Regions from separate parts of the Sus scrofa genome. Here region 2 is linked to region 1. Evidence: chromatin contacts called from public HiChIP or PLAC-seq data. All regions are on one chromosome and are shown on one strand. Each heading gives the region's core, a stretch centred on a gene start, on an enhancer-like site or on the middle of the called end of the contact. The rest is flanking DNA. Distances are from core to core; before and after follow the strand shown.

Region 1 (2,952 bases), core at 81-2,580:
ATTCAAGATGAAATTTATTCATTCAACAAACATATACTGCACACCTAATCTATTCCATACCTGGCCAGATGCTGGTTGTTGCCCTTCAAGGATCACTTACTACACATGGGTCACAGGAGAGGCACAAAGATACTCAAAGAATTTTGAGTGGGTTAGAATCATTTTCTGCGGTGATAATCTGCAAGGCCTTTATAAAACACCCATTCAATCATTCAGTAAATCAGTAAATATCTAGTGGGCATCTGTTCTACACTAGGAACAATGCTAGGTACGGAAATTAAGGACCTTAGAGTTCCATAACAGAAAGACATACCCCTCAAAACGCACTGAAACATTAGGTGCTAAAAACAGGACAGCAGGCTTTCTTTAGAACAACTTTAAGAGAGCGTGATTCAGTGGAAGAAAAACCTTCCCGGAAAGGCATAGCTCAAACCTTCCTAAGTGGATTTGTCCAAATCTCCCTCTAGCCTGATTTTTAGCCACTGCCTTCCTCCCCCCCCCCCATTTTCCCCTTCCTACCCCAGCAGATTCCATTTTCTTTGTCTATCTTGACATTTGTAAAAAAGCCCAAAGAATCCAAGGTTTGAGTCTGGCTTCTTTACATGATAGTGCGCGATCTCAGACAACTGTTTAACTTCCCCGAGCCTCGGTTTTCCCATTTGTACAATGAAAGGATTGGATCACATGGAAGGCTTGTAATTTAATCCTGCCAAGGTGATATTCACACTCCTGCACACTGTGTTCTGCAAGGCCTTTTTTTCTCTGCCCGGCTGCACGCATCCCTCCACCCCATCCCTGAGCCACCTGGCAAACAGCTCAAGTATCTTCAGGCAAATCTTCCCTGTTTCTACACACACGCCACACATTATTTCAGTCTATCCTTCCTTTATCACTACCTCGTGAGAGACTACAGAATGACAAAGGGGAGACAGACTTAGGTTTGAGTCGTGGCCACTTACCTCACCTCTTAAGCGTCAATATATCACTTGTAACCTGGGGAAATACCCAAATTCGCATGTCTAACAGACTGTGGGGATTAAAAACAGTGTATATCAAGGCAAGGCTTGGCGCCTAAGAAGCGCTCAGCAGAGACCGTACCACCCTCTTAGGAGCCCTTAGCGTACTGAATGACAGAGTCCTTGGTGGGTCTCCCGCACTAGACTGAGCGCTGCCTGAGGGCATCCCTTCCGCAGCGGTGCTGTGCCAGCGCAAACACTTCTGGCTGGTCCGCGCAGAAGGAACCAGGGCCAGGCAGGCCGGGCCCAGAGGGACGCGGTTCCAATTCCCGGGGGGAGGCCAAGCCGGGCGGACCGCACCTCCGGGAAGTGACGCCACCGAGCGAGCTGCTCCCGGACGGGGGCCGACCGGAACGGGCGCGCAGCATGGCGGAAGCGGAAGGGAGTTCGCCGCTCCTGTTGCCGCCGCCACCGCCGCCCCCGCCCGGGATGGCGGAAGTGGAGGCGCCGACGGCGGCCGACACGGACAAGAAGCAATTTAGCTGCGCGAGCGGCGGCGCCATGGACGTTGAGCGGAGCCGCTTCCCCTACTGTGTGGTGTGGACGCCCATCCCGGTGCTCACGTGAGTTTCCTCCCGCGTCCGCCCTGGGACCGGGAGAACCGGAGCCCGCGCGACGTCCTCCCGCTGCCCCGGCCCCAACGCACAATAAACCCTTCCTTAGGGTCCGGGGTTCGCCAGAACCCTGCCACCCGCGCAGCGCCAGTTTTGCTGACGGTCACAACCAGCTCCCCTCCCTCATTACACCCGGTCTAATCCGGGAGAAAGACAGTTGTTGACCGCGGAAAAGGTTCTGTGGCTGGGAAGCTCAGGACCTGTGGGCGTACTGATCCGGCCCCTAACCGGGTCTGAGAGAGACATCTTCATTCAACTCACTGGCTTATTCATTCATTAAACAAATGATTGCTGATCACTTCCTATACGCAAGACAACTGCTAGGTCTGGAGGCAAGAGTGGGAGTTTGGTTGGGACCACACCGACTTCTGAGATGCTGTCACTGGAAAGGTTCCCAGAGATCTGGGAGTCCAACCCTTTGTCTCACAAATGAGGCTGGAGATCACACACCATCTCAGTTGCAAAGTGGGTTTAAGTTGCAGGGTGTCTTTGTCAGAAGAGAAGGCAGATGCTCTGGTACTGCTGGCGCCTTTTAGCAAGAACTCCTGGTGGGAGTAGAGGGGGAGCTGGTTTGCCCTTGTGCTTCAGCCTTGACAGCTGGTAATAACCACTCTTCACAGTGCTGGACAGTTGGCCAAGCTCTTTCATGCCCATTTTTCTTGTGTGTGAGTTTCACAGCCACTTTCTAAAGTAGGAATTACATTCTCAGATGATGAAGCTGTACCATTAAATACCCTGATCAGGTTCACATGACAGTAAACAAAGGCATCCCAAACTCAGTTTTCTGACTCCATAAGTTGCTCTTCTTTGACTCCATCCTATCCCCTCTCACCTGATGGGATAGATTTGTCCCTTCTATCCAAAACAGCCAACTTCTCGGAGTTCCCGTCGTGGCGCAGTGGTTGACGAATCCGACTGGGAACCATGAGGTTGCGGGTTCGGTCCCTGCCCTTGCTCGGTGGGTTGACGATCCGGCGTTGCCGTGAGCTGTGGTGTAGGTTGCGGACGCGGCTCGGATCCCGAGTTGCTGTGGCTCTGGTGTAGGCCAGTGGCTACAGCTCCGATTCAACCCCTAGCCTGGGAAGCTCCATATGCCGCAGGAGCGGCCCAAGGGATAGCAAACAAACAAACAAACAAAAAAACAAAAAACAAAAAAAACCAGCCAACTTGTGTGGAGAAGAAATCATGTTTGGCCTTTTATGTTGCTGAGCCTAAAATGACCTTAATTCTTGTATTATGTTAAAATACTTCAGTTGTTCTTTCTTCAAATGCTTATGCATTTGTTTAAAAACATCCAAGTCTGAGTCCTTTAAAAATAAAAA
Region 2 (2,700 bases), core at 31-2,530, 39 kb after region 1:
GTAGTTGGGTTCCTTCGCTTCTCTTTCTGCCTCTTCAGCCGGATCTTCGGAAGCGGTGTGCTAAGACCCTGAACTTCAACCGCACGTGTACAACCCCTTTCCTAGTCCAAGTTACACCTCCTGGGAGCCTCCCTCATGAGAGCCTCCCTCATGAGCTCCGTGCGAGATCATCCTGAGGCTGAGTTCTCCAACCTCACTCCTGAGATACCACACCCTGCCCCGCTCCCAGCCTCTCCTCAATTCTAGCCCCGCTCCCCAGGCATGATGCCGACTCCCGAGCGCTTAATCTCCAACCCTGAAGCCCGAACCAGGCCTGGATCGGCTAAATCCCAACCTGAGCCCTGCTGCGCTCCAGATCCCCTAAATTCCCATTTTTATCACGGCCCCGCCTCAAGCCCCTCAGTTTTAGCTCACTTTAGGTCTCGAGCACCCCCTCACCGACCTTGGGGTCTCCCGGGAGTCTCCGAGCCACGCCCCCTTCGGCTCCTCCCAGCTCCCAGGCCCCGCCCCCAAGCGCGCTCACCAGCATTGTAAAAAGAATCCAGTGCTGTAGTGTCTCCCAGAGCCAGGGTCCCAAAAGGCAGGCTGCGCAACTGAGGCCGCGGCCGCGGTCCAGGGAGCTGCGCGCAGGCCTCCCGCAGGCAGCGCAGGGGTAGCGGCTCAGCCTCGTCTCCCGCCTCGGGCTCCACCCGGGTCTGCTGCTCCCGGGTCAGCACGTACACCACGCTGAGGGGCCGGCTTCGCGTGCAGCCCCGGCCGTGAGACGCCGCGAGCGGCCGGCCCCGGCTCAGCGCCTCGGCCAGCGGGTCCTGCCAGCAGCTGCCGGCGCACTCCAGGGTTCCGGACCGCGAGCACGGCCCCGCCATGCGGGGGCGCTCGGTCGTCGGGCGCCCGGTTTTGGGCACCCGGGGCGAGACAGGAGCCAGGGATCGGGAATCTGGTTGGGATCGGGAATCTCCTTCGGGATCTGAAGATCTGGATATCCGGAGTCCTGCTAAAGGTCCCCTATTTGGGAATCTGGTGTCCAGGGCGAAATCCGGGCTCCGACTTGCAAGATCCTGAGGATCTGGAGTCGGGGATTGGGTCCCGGGAATCTTGGGCATCTGGTGATCCGCTTCTGAGTCACGTGGGAGATCCCGGAATGGGTCTGGCAGTGCCCACCACGCGGATTCCACAGGAGAGCTCCGACCGTCGCTCTCCTGTAGGCCGGGCCCAGCCCTTTCCCGGCCTACCAGGAAAGCTCCACCCTCGGCCTTGGGGCAGCACCGCTCCCTAGCGGCCCGGGACTCTTCTCTCCCTCCTCTCCCGCCAGAACCTCTGAGACAGGCCGCTTCCGGAACAGCCTGTGCCCCTGTGCACGCCAACCACTGCGGACTGCTCGCAGCAGGCGCTCATAAGATGTGTGCCCAGGCCAGCGCTGAGACAGAAGTGAGAATTGCAGGCCCTGCTCTGCAAGGGTCTGTTGACAGAATCCATCTCCAGAGACATCTGGATGTGTAGACCACAGCAGAGAATGCCTGAAGAGTGTCGGTCCTCCAGGTCCTGCTGTGCAGGCTGGGAGGGTCTGGGCTGGGGGAAGCCAGCTCCTTGGGCTGCCAGGAGCATGGTATGTGAGCCCTGTCCTTTGCCCTTTTGCCAGGGGGCTGCTTTCCCAAGAATTCAATCTGTTATGGAGCTCTGCTGACCTTTGACCTCCACCCCACACGTGACCATGGGACCTAAGAGTCCTTATGCAGATGTTTCTCTACCTCCCTGAAGGAGAACCCCAGATATTCCAGCCCTTGGGCTGCAATAGCTTCCCAGCTCCAATCTCCAAGAATCCCTAACCTTCTAGTGTGAATTAGTGTGCCAGCAGCCTGGTGTAAACCTCTGTGGACTCTGAAATCAGGAACTGGGGACTTAGAGAGGTTGAGTAACTTGTCCAAGATCACTCAGCTACATGACAGAGCAGGATGACATGACAGAGCCCAGAAATACCTATCAGCCTGCAGAGATCAGACTCTTAACTACTTATTGCTCTGCCACTTTCTAGAATGTGACTCTAGCGAATTAACTAACTGCTCAATAAATGTTAGTTCAGTAACTGCTATTTCACTGCCATGTTGCCCCATGGAAGAAAAATGTACCTGCCTGAGTTCAAACTAGCCCCTAATGAGACAGGCAAGAAGTTGTGGAAGATGAGAACTCGACTTACAACAGAGCGTGGAAACAGACAACTTAGAAGGGACAGGCAGGGGACAACAGAGAGGGTGAGATAGCTGTCTGATTCCCACCACAAAACTGTCTACTTGTAGGGCCAAAGAGAAGTGTCAGTGAATGCTTGAATCCTTCCAAGTGCGCCACTAAATGTTTCTCTGGCCTCGGCTTGCATACCTCTAGAGACAGAAGCCTCATTACCGTTTGAGGCCATCTATCTGACTAGAAGATCTTTCCTTGAATGGAACTCACACCTGTGTCCCTCCCCTGCCCTGTCAAGTTCTTCTCAGTAATTGGAAGAGGCCTGCAAGCCAAGAAAGGGTTAAAATGATTTATTTTTTAAACATGGACAGAAGAGCAGAGGTGGTTAGCGATGGGGAGAAGTAGCCGAGGGTCTGGAAGCTGTACAGGAGAGATAAGGGTGCTGGTTGCTCGGGTGCCCTAGCGAAGCATCGTGTGGGTGGCCATGCTGAAGCCGAGTTGAAGCCATAGTTATGGGTGGTG

Evidence for each region. HiChIP or PLAC-seq counts read pairs in DNA pulled down with a chosen protein or histone mark.
Region 2: a contact with region 1 is called in an H3K27ac HiChIP or PLAC-seq map of alveolar macrophages. The contact joins the promoter of MAP3K6 here to the promoter of TMEM222 in region 1. A contact is called at or near these places in 3 of 5 promoter capture datasets (fetal liver, fetal skeletal muscle and liver), 9 of 47 Hi-C or Micro-C datasets (adipose tissue, epiblast stem cells, heart right ventricle and 5 more) and 2 of 2 datasets of contacts at active chromatin or transcription factors (alveolar macrophages and skeletal muscle).

What each region holds. Positions count from the first base shown.
Region 1 is chr6:84,545,564-84,548,515 of Sscrofa11.1, forward strand. TMEM222 (transmembrane protein 222) reads left to right here and starts at 1,331. Exons shown (of 6, transcript XM_003482003.4): 1 at 1,331-1,579. The coding sequence starts at 1,383. LOC102165905 (a long non-coding RNA gene) reads right to left here and starts at 1,319. Exons shown (of 2, transcript XR_299851.3): 1 at 960-1,319.
Region 2 is chr6:84,584,148-84,586,847 of Sscrofa11.1, forward strand. MAP3K6 (mitogen-activated protein kinase kinase kinase 6) reads right to left here and starts at 1,281. Exons shown (of 29, transcript XM_013988796.2): 1 at 524-1,281. The coding sequence starts at 1,103.